3 separate regions of the Mus musculus genome follow, and regions 1 and 3 are each linked to region 2. Evidence: chromatin contacts called from public promoter capture Hi-C data. All regions are on one chromosome and are shown on one strand. Each heading gives the region's core, a stretch centred on a gene start, on an enhancer-like site or on the middle of the called end of the contact. The rest is flanking DNA. Distances are from core to core; before and after follow the strand shown. Region 1 overlaps Myo1e (myosin IE). Region 2 holds the start of Gcnt3 (glucosaminyl (N-acetyl) transferase 3, mucin type). Region 3 overlaps Myo1e (myosin IE).

Region 1 (2,776 bases), core at 64-2,563, 350 kb before region 2:
GAGGTATAGTATGGCTCAGTAGACTGAGCACATGCCTGGCATGTATAAAATCTGGGGCTCAAGTCCCAGCACTGCATAAACCAAGTGGTGCATGGCCATCATCCATAATAAAACACTGGGGAGGTAGAGGCAGGAAGATCAGAAGTTCAAGGTCATCTTTGGCTACATAGTGAGTTTAAGGCTCGGCCAGCCTGGGCTATATGAGACATTGTCTCAAATAACCAACTTCAAACAAACAAACAAACAACATCAAAGTCACACACCATCGGTTCTATGTCCAAGTATTAGCAAAGATAAACTCAAAGCTGAGACTGAGGTGAGCGAGATGACTCAGCGGGGGAAGGTGCTTTGCCACGAGGCCTAATGCCCTGAGTTTAGTCTTCAGGACCCACACCACATGGTAAAAAGAGAGAACGGATTCCCTAAAGGTGTTCTCTAACTGCCACACATGTGCTGTGGTCCCTCCATGCACTACACTGATAAGTAAGTGTAACTAAAAAGAAAATGAAATTAAGAAAATGATCACATTAATAACATGAGTATAATACTTAATAATAAATGAGTTTTTATAAATAAAATGTCTATAACCAGCCAACATAGATACGTAGATTGTTAGTGAGGTGGGACAGTGTTGAGGGGAAAGTTTCTTTTTTTCCTCTTTCTCTCTCTCTTTCTCTTTCTTTCTTTCTTTCTTTCTTTCTTTCTTTCTTTCTTCCTTTCTTTCTTTCTTTCTTTCTTTCTTTTTTTCATGTGTGTATGTATCCCTGGCTGCCCTGAAACTCATTCTGTAGACAAGGCTAGCCTCGATCCACTTGCCTCCAGAGGGCTGGGATTAAAGTTATGCCTTGTGTGTCGGAAGGTTTTATGAGGAGGGAAGAATTCTAAAATTAGATTATGGCCATTGTGCACAACTTTGTCAATACACTAAAATTATAATACTGGGCATTTCAAATGGATTGATTCTATCTCCATAAAGCTTCTCTTGAATCAGTTGGTAGGGCAAGGGTTATACAATGCATAGTTGAACCTTGGAAAGGCCCAGGCCTTGTATGCTGGGAGCTGCTGAACGTGTCCCAAGAAGCAGGGGAACTGCTCAAACACCTGCCTCTCTTTTATTGTTCATTACGGTTTTAAGACAGGGTCTATACTTGAATTCAGTGTGCAGTAAGGAATCTATGCAGATGAAGAGCTGACTGACGCCTGGGTTTAGCAGTCTAGGGACCTGGAAGCATCACAGAGCACAGCCAGTCACAACACAACTGCCATTACCCAGGCTAGGCTAGAAAGAGCCCCCAAGCCTCCAGAACCCAGCCGATCTCTAGTGTCACTAGGTGGCGATCCTGTGTAATAAATATGGAGAACTAATGGCTTTCAACACACTGCCAGAAATTGATTAATGAGGTCGTTTAGGTACCACTCCCAGCCAGAGTGACTGCCAACTCAGTGCAGAAGGGCCACTGAGCAGAGCTGGCTCCGTCCTCAGCAGAGCGGATGGCAGAGACTTTCAGGAACTGTGTCAACGACTTGTGAAACAGTCATTAAAAGCCAAATCTTACCAACTTACAATTAAATTAGCAAACGAAATAAGCAAGCTTCATCCCATCCCATCCCCCACCCCGTCCCCTTCTGTCCCCCTCCCCAGTCCCACACACTTTCTGAGTAGCCATGCTGGTGGCTCAGCCTGACCTGGCTATGGTGTGTATATTTACTATGTATCCTAGTTTGCTGCCCGTTGCTGCCATGAAACACTGACAGAAGCAAGTTGCTCTGGCTGTGCTTTATTACAAAGGGAAGTCAGGGCAGGAACTCAAGGCAAGACCCAAGCGAAGACCATGGAAGAATACTGCTTACCAGCTCGCTCACTTGGCTTTCTCATACAATTCAGGACCCACCCACCTAGGAGTATACTGCCTGCCGACATCAGTCCGTAAGGAAATGCTCCACAGGCTTGCCTCCAAGGAAAATCTGATAGCAGCAATTTCTCAGTTGAGGTCTGTCTTCCCAGATAACCCTAGCTTGTGTCAAGTTGACAAAAAAGGAAGCCATTTAACCCCAGGAACTGGCAACTGTTGCAATTTAGGCATTTTTGTTTAGTTTTATTACTCCCTGCTGCTCAGGAGACCAGACCCTTCCTGAATTCACCCTCATGGAAAATGCTTTCCTAGGCTGGAGAGATGACTCAGCAGTTAAGAGCACTCGCTGTTCCTGCAGAGAACCCTGATTTGGTTCCCAGCACCCACATAGTGACTCACAACTGTAATGCTAGTTCTGCTTTTTTTCTGGCTTTTGAGAACACTAGGCACATACACGATGCACAGACACACCTCCAGGCAAAATATCTTTACACATGAAAAGATAAAAATGAAAATTGGAAAATGCTTTTCTGAGCCGGGCTCGACAGCATACACCTGTAATTCTAGCACTTGGGGAGGCTGAGGCAGGACAATCTCATCTCCGTGAGCTCAAGGCCAGACTGAGATGGACATAATACATCTGGATCCAGATATCAAATAAAAAAAAAAACCAGCAGGCTGTCCCTCCATTTGTTTTGAACTGTCTGTGCAATTTTGGGTAATTTTGGCCCCTCTGCTATTTTGTGTTGTTTGTATTTCTAATATCCACCCCACCCCCCACCCCCAGCAACACACACACACACACACACACACACACACACACACACACTCGAGGATTGAGAACTGTGTTATAAAGACAGAGCCTTCACTGGGACAATGGAGACAACACCGAGAATGTCAGTTTCATAATAAAGTTGCAACCC
Region 2 (2,708 bases), core at 188-2,687:
AATTTACATTCCCACTATATCAGTGCACAAGGGTTCACCAACCCTACCAACTTTTGCTGGGTTTTCTTTTTCTAGATGTGCTGACTGGAGTTAAGATCGAATCTCAGTGATTTGCATTCCACTGATGGCTAAGGATTGGGTACATTTTCTCATGTATTTACTAGATATTTGTGTTTCTTAACTGGAAAATTGTTAAGTTCTTTGCCCACATGTTGATTGGATTATTTATTGTTGAATTTTTTTAAGATTTGTTTTTATTATGTGTGTATGTGTGTGCTTGTATGTGTGTAAGCCATGTGAGTGTAGGTTACCGTGGAGGCCAGAAGAGGGCGCTGAGTCCTCTGGATCTGGAGTTTCAGGTAGCTGTGGGTGTTGGAAACCAAACAAAACTCTGGTCCTCTTCAAGGAGTAGAAAGTGGCTCTTAGCCACTGAGCCACTGTTCTAGCCCCTATGCAGAAGCCTTTTAAACCTGTCTGTCAATTCTTGGTCTCATTTCTAAAATCTTGAGGTATTGCCCCTTTGTTTTTCTCTGGACGTTTCAGTTCTTCCATGAAGGTTTCTTACCTGTTTTGAGTTGGTTTTTGTACCAGGGGATGGGAAATAATGATCTAGTCTCAGCTTCCCAGTACCACTGTGAATGAGGCTTTCTTCTACAATGCATATTTTTGGCCATTCTTTATTAAAAATCTGACGACAGTTTCCATGTAGATTTTTTTTTTTTTTTTTTTTTGCTTTGAGACAGGGTCCCTCTATGTAGCCCTGGCTGTACTGAAACTTGTTTTGTAGACCAAGCCGGCCCACTTGCCTGTGCCTCCTGTGTGCTGTGATTAAAGACGTGCCCATCACACTGTACTCAATGTAGATTTATTCTAAGTCTTCTGTTCCTTTGTACCACTGTCTGTTTTTAGGAGCATACTGTTTTTGTGACAATGTCTCTGTAGTATACTTTGAAGTCAGGTATTTTGATACTTCTAGTGCCTGTATTTTTATTCCTCACTTTGGGATTCTTTTGGTCTTTTGTGTTTCCATATAATATTTAGAGTTTCCCCTCCCTATTTCTCTTTAGAATTCCATTCAGATTTAGATGAAGACTCCAAAGAATTTGTAGGTCACTTTTCTAAATGGCAATTTTCTCAATATTCTGCACAACTCGTGAAGCCTTTCCATTTTTAAGTGTCTTTCTTTCTTTAGTGTTTGGTCTCAGACAGTCCGTATTTAAACGTCAGGCTGTCCATATGCGCTCGAGCTAGACTACAGGAGAATTTCTAGATAAAAGTTAACATTCTTCAGAAACTTGAGAAGCAGGTTCCAATCTGTCAAAAGGAGCTGTTTCCCTTACCTCTGGCAGAAGGAGCCTATGACGCCAATCACATAGACCCGAGGCTGCATACCAAAGTCCATGCTGGCCTCCAGGATCTCTCAGTTCCTATTTGTTAGACATTTCAGACTAGTACCCTAGCTCTTCTCACTTTCCCAGGTGCTCATCCTCTTTATAAGGGACAAAGTCTTTCCCTTGGCTCCTCCAGGCAATGCAACATAACAGCCCTGGCAGTAAGTCCAAACTCTTACTTTCTGCTCTGAACTCTTCCAGATGTATCTGGATATTTTCTCTCTTGTGGCCATGTCCTTTCTTTTCTCTCTGCTATGGACTCTAAATTCTCTCTCCCCACCCCCTTCTCATAAAAAAACCTTCCCCTTAACCATACCATGGAGCTTTCACATCCGCAGCTTCTTTACTGTACTCCTTTGCATACGTTGGTGCCGAAATGATAGCATATATATAGTGCTTCATACTTTCTTTCATTTGTCTTTTTGAGACAAGGTCTCACTATGTAGCCTTGGCTACCTGGAACTCACTATGTAGCCCATGCTGGCCTTGAGACTCATAGAAACCCGACAGCCTCTGTCTCCTGAGTTCTGGGATTAAAGGCTCCATCACCACTATGCCCAGCCAATTCTTCCTTTTCATCCTCCGGATTGTTAATGTCTTTGGCTAACTAAGCTTTAGTCTTAGTTGGATTTGTTCAGTTTTGAGGCTGTTATGATTGGTACTGGCTTCCTGACATTTTCACAGTAAGTTGTTGATTTTGTATTTTCCTCCTTGGAGAAGGGTGTTTACTAGATCTAAGTCTTCTAGTGGAGTTTCAGGTCTTGTATGTGTAGGGTCATATCTCTTGAAAACAAGGGAATTTGCCTCTTTTCTTCCTTTGTATCTTTTAATTTTTTTCCTCTTGACTCAGCAGTGATTGCTTTCAAGGATGAACTGGTTTGCGAGAGAGAGAGAGAGAGAGAGAGAGAGAGAGAGAGAGAGAATGAATCAATCCTTGGGTATTTATGTTATCTCTGCCTCCTGAGATGTCCCAGGAGCACAAAGAGTGACATTTTTACTCCCAAACAAAAGGCGACAGGCTATAACTGTGATAGCTGTGTATTGGGTGGGGGAGGAAAAGGCTTGCACGAACGCTGGGAGCTCCTAGTGAGTGGTGTAAGGGCAGGAGAGTCTAGGCAGAAACTGGGCTCTTGATTGAAATGCTTTACTGCTTTCTCAGATGTGGCCAGCATTGTTCCTGTCTCCTTCGCCTCCCAGAATGACTAGTGCTTGAGACTACAATCCTGAATGGTTTGCTTAAGTTCACTCCCTCCTCTGAGAACAGGAAGTCAAAAGGTGAGTGACAGAGCCACCTGCTGCTCTCTCCTTTGCATAGGT
Region 3 (2,979 bases), core at 40-2,539, 330 kb before region 2:
ACACACTAACTACGTTATTTTAAAGCAAAGACTATATGTTTCTTAGCCTTTTGGCTAAGAACAAGTAAATAGCAAAGAATAAATATTATATTAGTTTATGCTTAATATTTCAGTATGTGCCATTAAGAAGGTACATTTTTTTATATTTAAAAGTAACCACAAGACTATTATCATACCTAAAGAAATGAACATTAAACCTTCCATATCAAATATTTACTACTGAGCACATTTCCCAGACTGCTTCTTAATTGCTTTTGGATGGCTGGATTGTCTGAAGAGGGGGCTGGGAACCACTTCTTACTGTCACTTAGGTTATACGAGTTAGTAGTGGGCTCAGAGATCAACCTTGTGGGATACTTGATAGTCTGAACCAGAGAAACATATCTGATGATTGTTAGTTCAGCCAAAAGCCAACTAGTAAGTCTCATCAATTCTTAAAAACACACACAGATGTTGCAACATTTTTCCCTGAAGTGCAAGACAGCTACTCCCTGCTTTCTTTACACCCACATCGAAGTGCTCAGAGACAGGTCCCCACAATCACACCTACACCAGCACTCAGGAATATGCTACCATAATTCATTTCAATGTTGGGCTCAATCCTGCATAGCCCACCATCCTCCTGGTTGCTTAATTAATGTGGTTGTGAATTGTTGGCCTAACCTAATGTGTTAAGAAAATGGGGTAACGATATTAGTCTTGGTAAGTGGGAGGCCCGGTAGTTGTGGCATGCAGACATGATTAAACGAGAGAGGTTTTGTTCCTTAGAGCTAGAAAAGCTAGGAAGCTCTGAAAAGCCAAGGCCTTAAGGAAACGGCCCTGCAGACCGTGCATGCTATGGAGGGGGTGAAGGAAAACTGGGTTTATTACGTTTGCTGGTTTTACTCCCTAGAAGGAAGAATTGGAGAATAAACGATCACACTGGATAAACCTTAGAGATGCAGTAACAGGACAGAGGCGCTTGGATAGAGGGTGGCCAGCTTTGTAAGAAACTAGTCAAATGATGAAGTCTCACGGACCAAAGACAGGCCTGGGCAATAAGGGCAGAAAAACCAGGCTGCCAGCTTCCGTAACAACAGCCTCCAGGTGTGAACTGCTAGCTTTAAGCCACCACAGCTATTACTCATAGACAGCACGTTTCGGCTCACCCAGTTACCTCCTGATCCTGTGTTTTCTCAGGCATGAAAAAAAAAAAAAAAGAGAGAGAGAGAGAGAGCAACTACCCATTGGGCTCATCAGAACACCAATGGTGGGCAGGAAGGATGTGGCCAGCAGGGTGTAACACAGCCAGTGAACCAAAGCAGAAAGATGACCCAGACAGCAGCCAGAGCCTGCCTCGGGGACCCTGGTTCTTTTTGAGGTAGTGTTGAGGAAGAACACTGGTATATTCCTTGGCTTAGAGTTTTACCACATCCTGAGTTAGTATTTTAAACATTTCATTTGATTGTCCCACCTAGCCCTTTATCCAGGAAACTGGGAATAGATAGAAAGAGAAGCCACAGAGACACAGGCAAGGACAGACACACTACAAATGTGTTTGGGTCAGGGACATGAGCATGTGAAGACCCTGTTTTCTGAGTAGGGAGGCTATGGAGAGAGCCCTGAACTTTGGGCCCATTTCAGTGAGAGCAATTATCCTGATTTGTCCCATAGCGGACTTATATTACTGAAAGGTTATAAGGACACTGGTCAGGAGTGTTGACTGGTAGAACTGTCTCGGTTGGCAACTTGTCCATGGAACCTTACTCCTGTCCTGTTAAGACCCTCTGGGACTACAATGCTCAGAACTTCAGTAGATATCATATACATTCTATTTTTAAAAATTTATAAATGGGGCATGGCAGTGCATACTTGTAATTCCAGTACTAGGGAGGGAGAGGCAGGGGGATATCTGCATGTACAAGAGCATTCTGGTCTATAAAGTGAGTGCCAGGCTAGTCAGAGCTCCATTACAAGATTCTGTTTAAAAAAAAATTGTGTGTGTGTGTGTGCGCATGCATGTGTGTGTGTGTATGTGTGTGTGTGTGAGAGAGAGAGAGACAGAGAGAGAGGCAGACAGACAGAGACAGAGAGAGTGTGTGAGTGTCTCAAGTTATCAGGCTAGGCAGCAAGTATTTTTATTCACTGGACTGTCTCTTCCAGCCCTTCTTTGATATATTTCTTTTATCGATTAATTGATTGATTCATTCATTCAATCATAGACAGTGTCTTGCATATCCCGGGGGGGATAGCATTTCAGTTCAAGATGACCTTGAACTTCTGATCATCTTGTCTTCACCTCTCAAGTGTTGGGACAGCAGACTAGCATCACTACACTGTTAATGCAGTGCAGAGAACAGGACCCAGGGAGGGCTTCCTGCATGCTAGCCAAGCTCTCTATCAACCGAGCCACATCCCTAGCCCCGGGTCTTCTGGGAGAACGGAAATTCTGTTCTCTCTGTCATGAGCCTGGTGGTGTGTTGGCACAGCAGGTGGTGGGCGATGTGGAGAAGAGCCACAGAAGAAGCCCTGCCTCAGCCAGTCCCCGCTCACCTGAGGGACACGGACAGGATCCTTTCCACCTCGATCCTCCGCTTCAGGACTTCCTTCACAACACCTTTGTCTGGGCCTTGCTTCACCTTCTCCCTTCCAATTAAGTACAAGCACTTGGGGGTTAGCAGCAGGTCTCGCTTGACACCCTGTGAGAAGAGGGACTTTCAGAAGGCAGCCAGACACGGTCAGAGAGACAACTGTGACAATACACCACTGCTGCTGACCTGGATGTCGAACGGCTACTGTGTGACTACTGACTCAGGCCCCTTGACAGAGAAGAGGCTCACCTGCATGGGGACGATGATGCTTGACTTTTTTTTTTTTTTAACTTCTAAGATATCATTTGTACATAGTTCTATAATAAGGTATCAGGACACCAAGCATAAAGGGAAGTCAAACATGATGACTTTACAAAGGATTGTTACATCATGGTTATCAAACAGGCTT

The links. Promoter capture Hi-C pulls out the DNA fragments that hold promoters and counts their contacts.
Region 1: a contact with region 2 is called in a promoter capture Hi-C map of embryonic stem cells, with 4 times the contacts expected there. The contact joins the enhancer-like site here to the promoter of Gcnt3 in region 2. A contact is called at or near these places in 9 of 39 promoter capture datasets (the C10 cell line, cranial neural crest, embryonic stem cells and 4 more), 3 of 115 datasets of contacts at active chromatin or transcription factors (embryonic stem cells and trophoblast stem cells) and 3 of 9 other capture datasets (adipose tissue, liver and macrophages).
Region 3: a contact with region 2 is called in a promoter capture Hi-C map of pre-B cells, with 2.1 times the contacts expected there. The contact joins the enhancer-like site here to the promoter of Gcnt3 in region 2. A contact is called at or near these places in 4 of 39 promoter capture datasets (the C10 cell line, cranial neural crest, liver and 1 more) and 2 of 115 datasets of contacts at active chromatin or transcription factors (both in embryonic stem cells).

The regions. Positions count from the first base shown.
Region 1 is chr9:70,391,303-70,394,078 of GRCm38.p6, reverse strand. All of the region lies in intron 26 of Myo1e (myosin IE), which reads right to left. Among named protein-coding and RNA genes, the nearest start is that of Mir5626, 13 kb to the left of the region's middle. Within about 2 kb of position 1,313, at least 28 of the 459 cell types and tissues checked have an H3K27ac peak or open chromatin away from gene starts, as enhancers often do. A contact at or near this core is called in adipose tissue and embryonic stem cells, where this site is marked.
Region 2 is chr9:70,036,817-70,039,524 of GRCm38.p6, reverse strand. Gcnt3 (glucosaminyl (N-acetyl) transferase 3, mucin type) reads left to right here and starts at 1,437. Exons shown (of 3, transcript NM_028087.2): 1 at 1,437-1,552; 2 at 2,551-2,708.
Region 3 is chr9:70,370,056-70,373,034 of GRCm38.p6, reverse strand. It overlaps Myo1e (myosin IE), which reads right to left. Exons shown (of 28, transcript NM_181072.3): 22 at 2,533-2,678. Among named protein-coding and RNA genes, the nearest start is that of Mir5626, 34 kb to the left of the region's middle. Within about 2 kb of position 1,289, at least 9 of the 459 cell types and tissues checked have an H3K27ac peak or open chromatin away from gene starts, as enhancers often do. A contact at or near this core is called in pre-B cells, where this site is marked.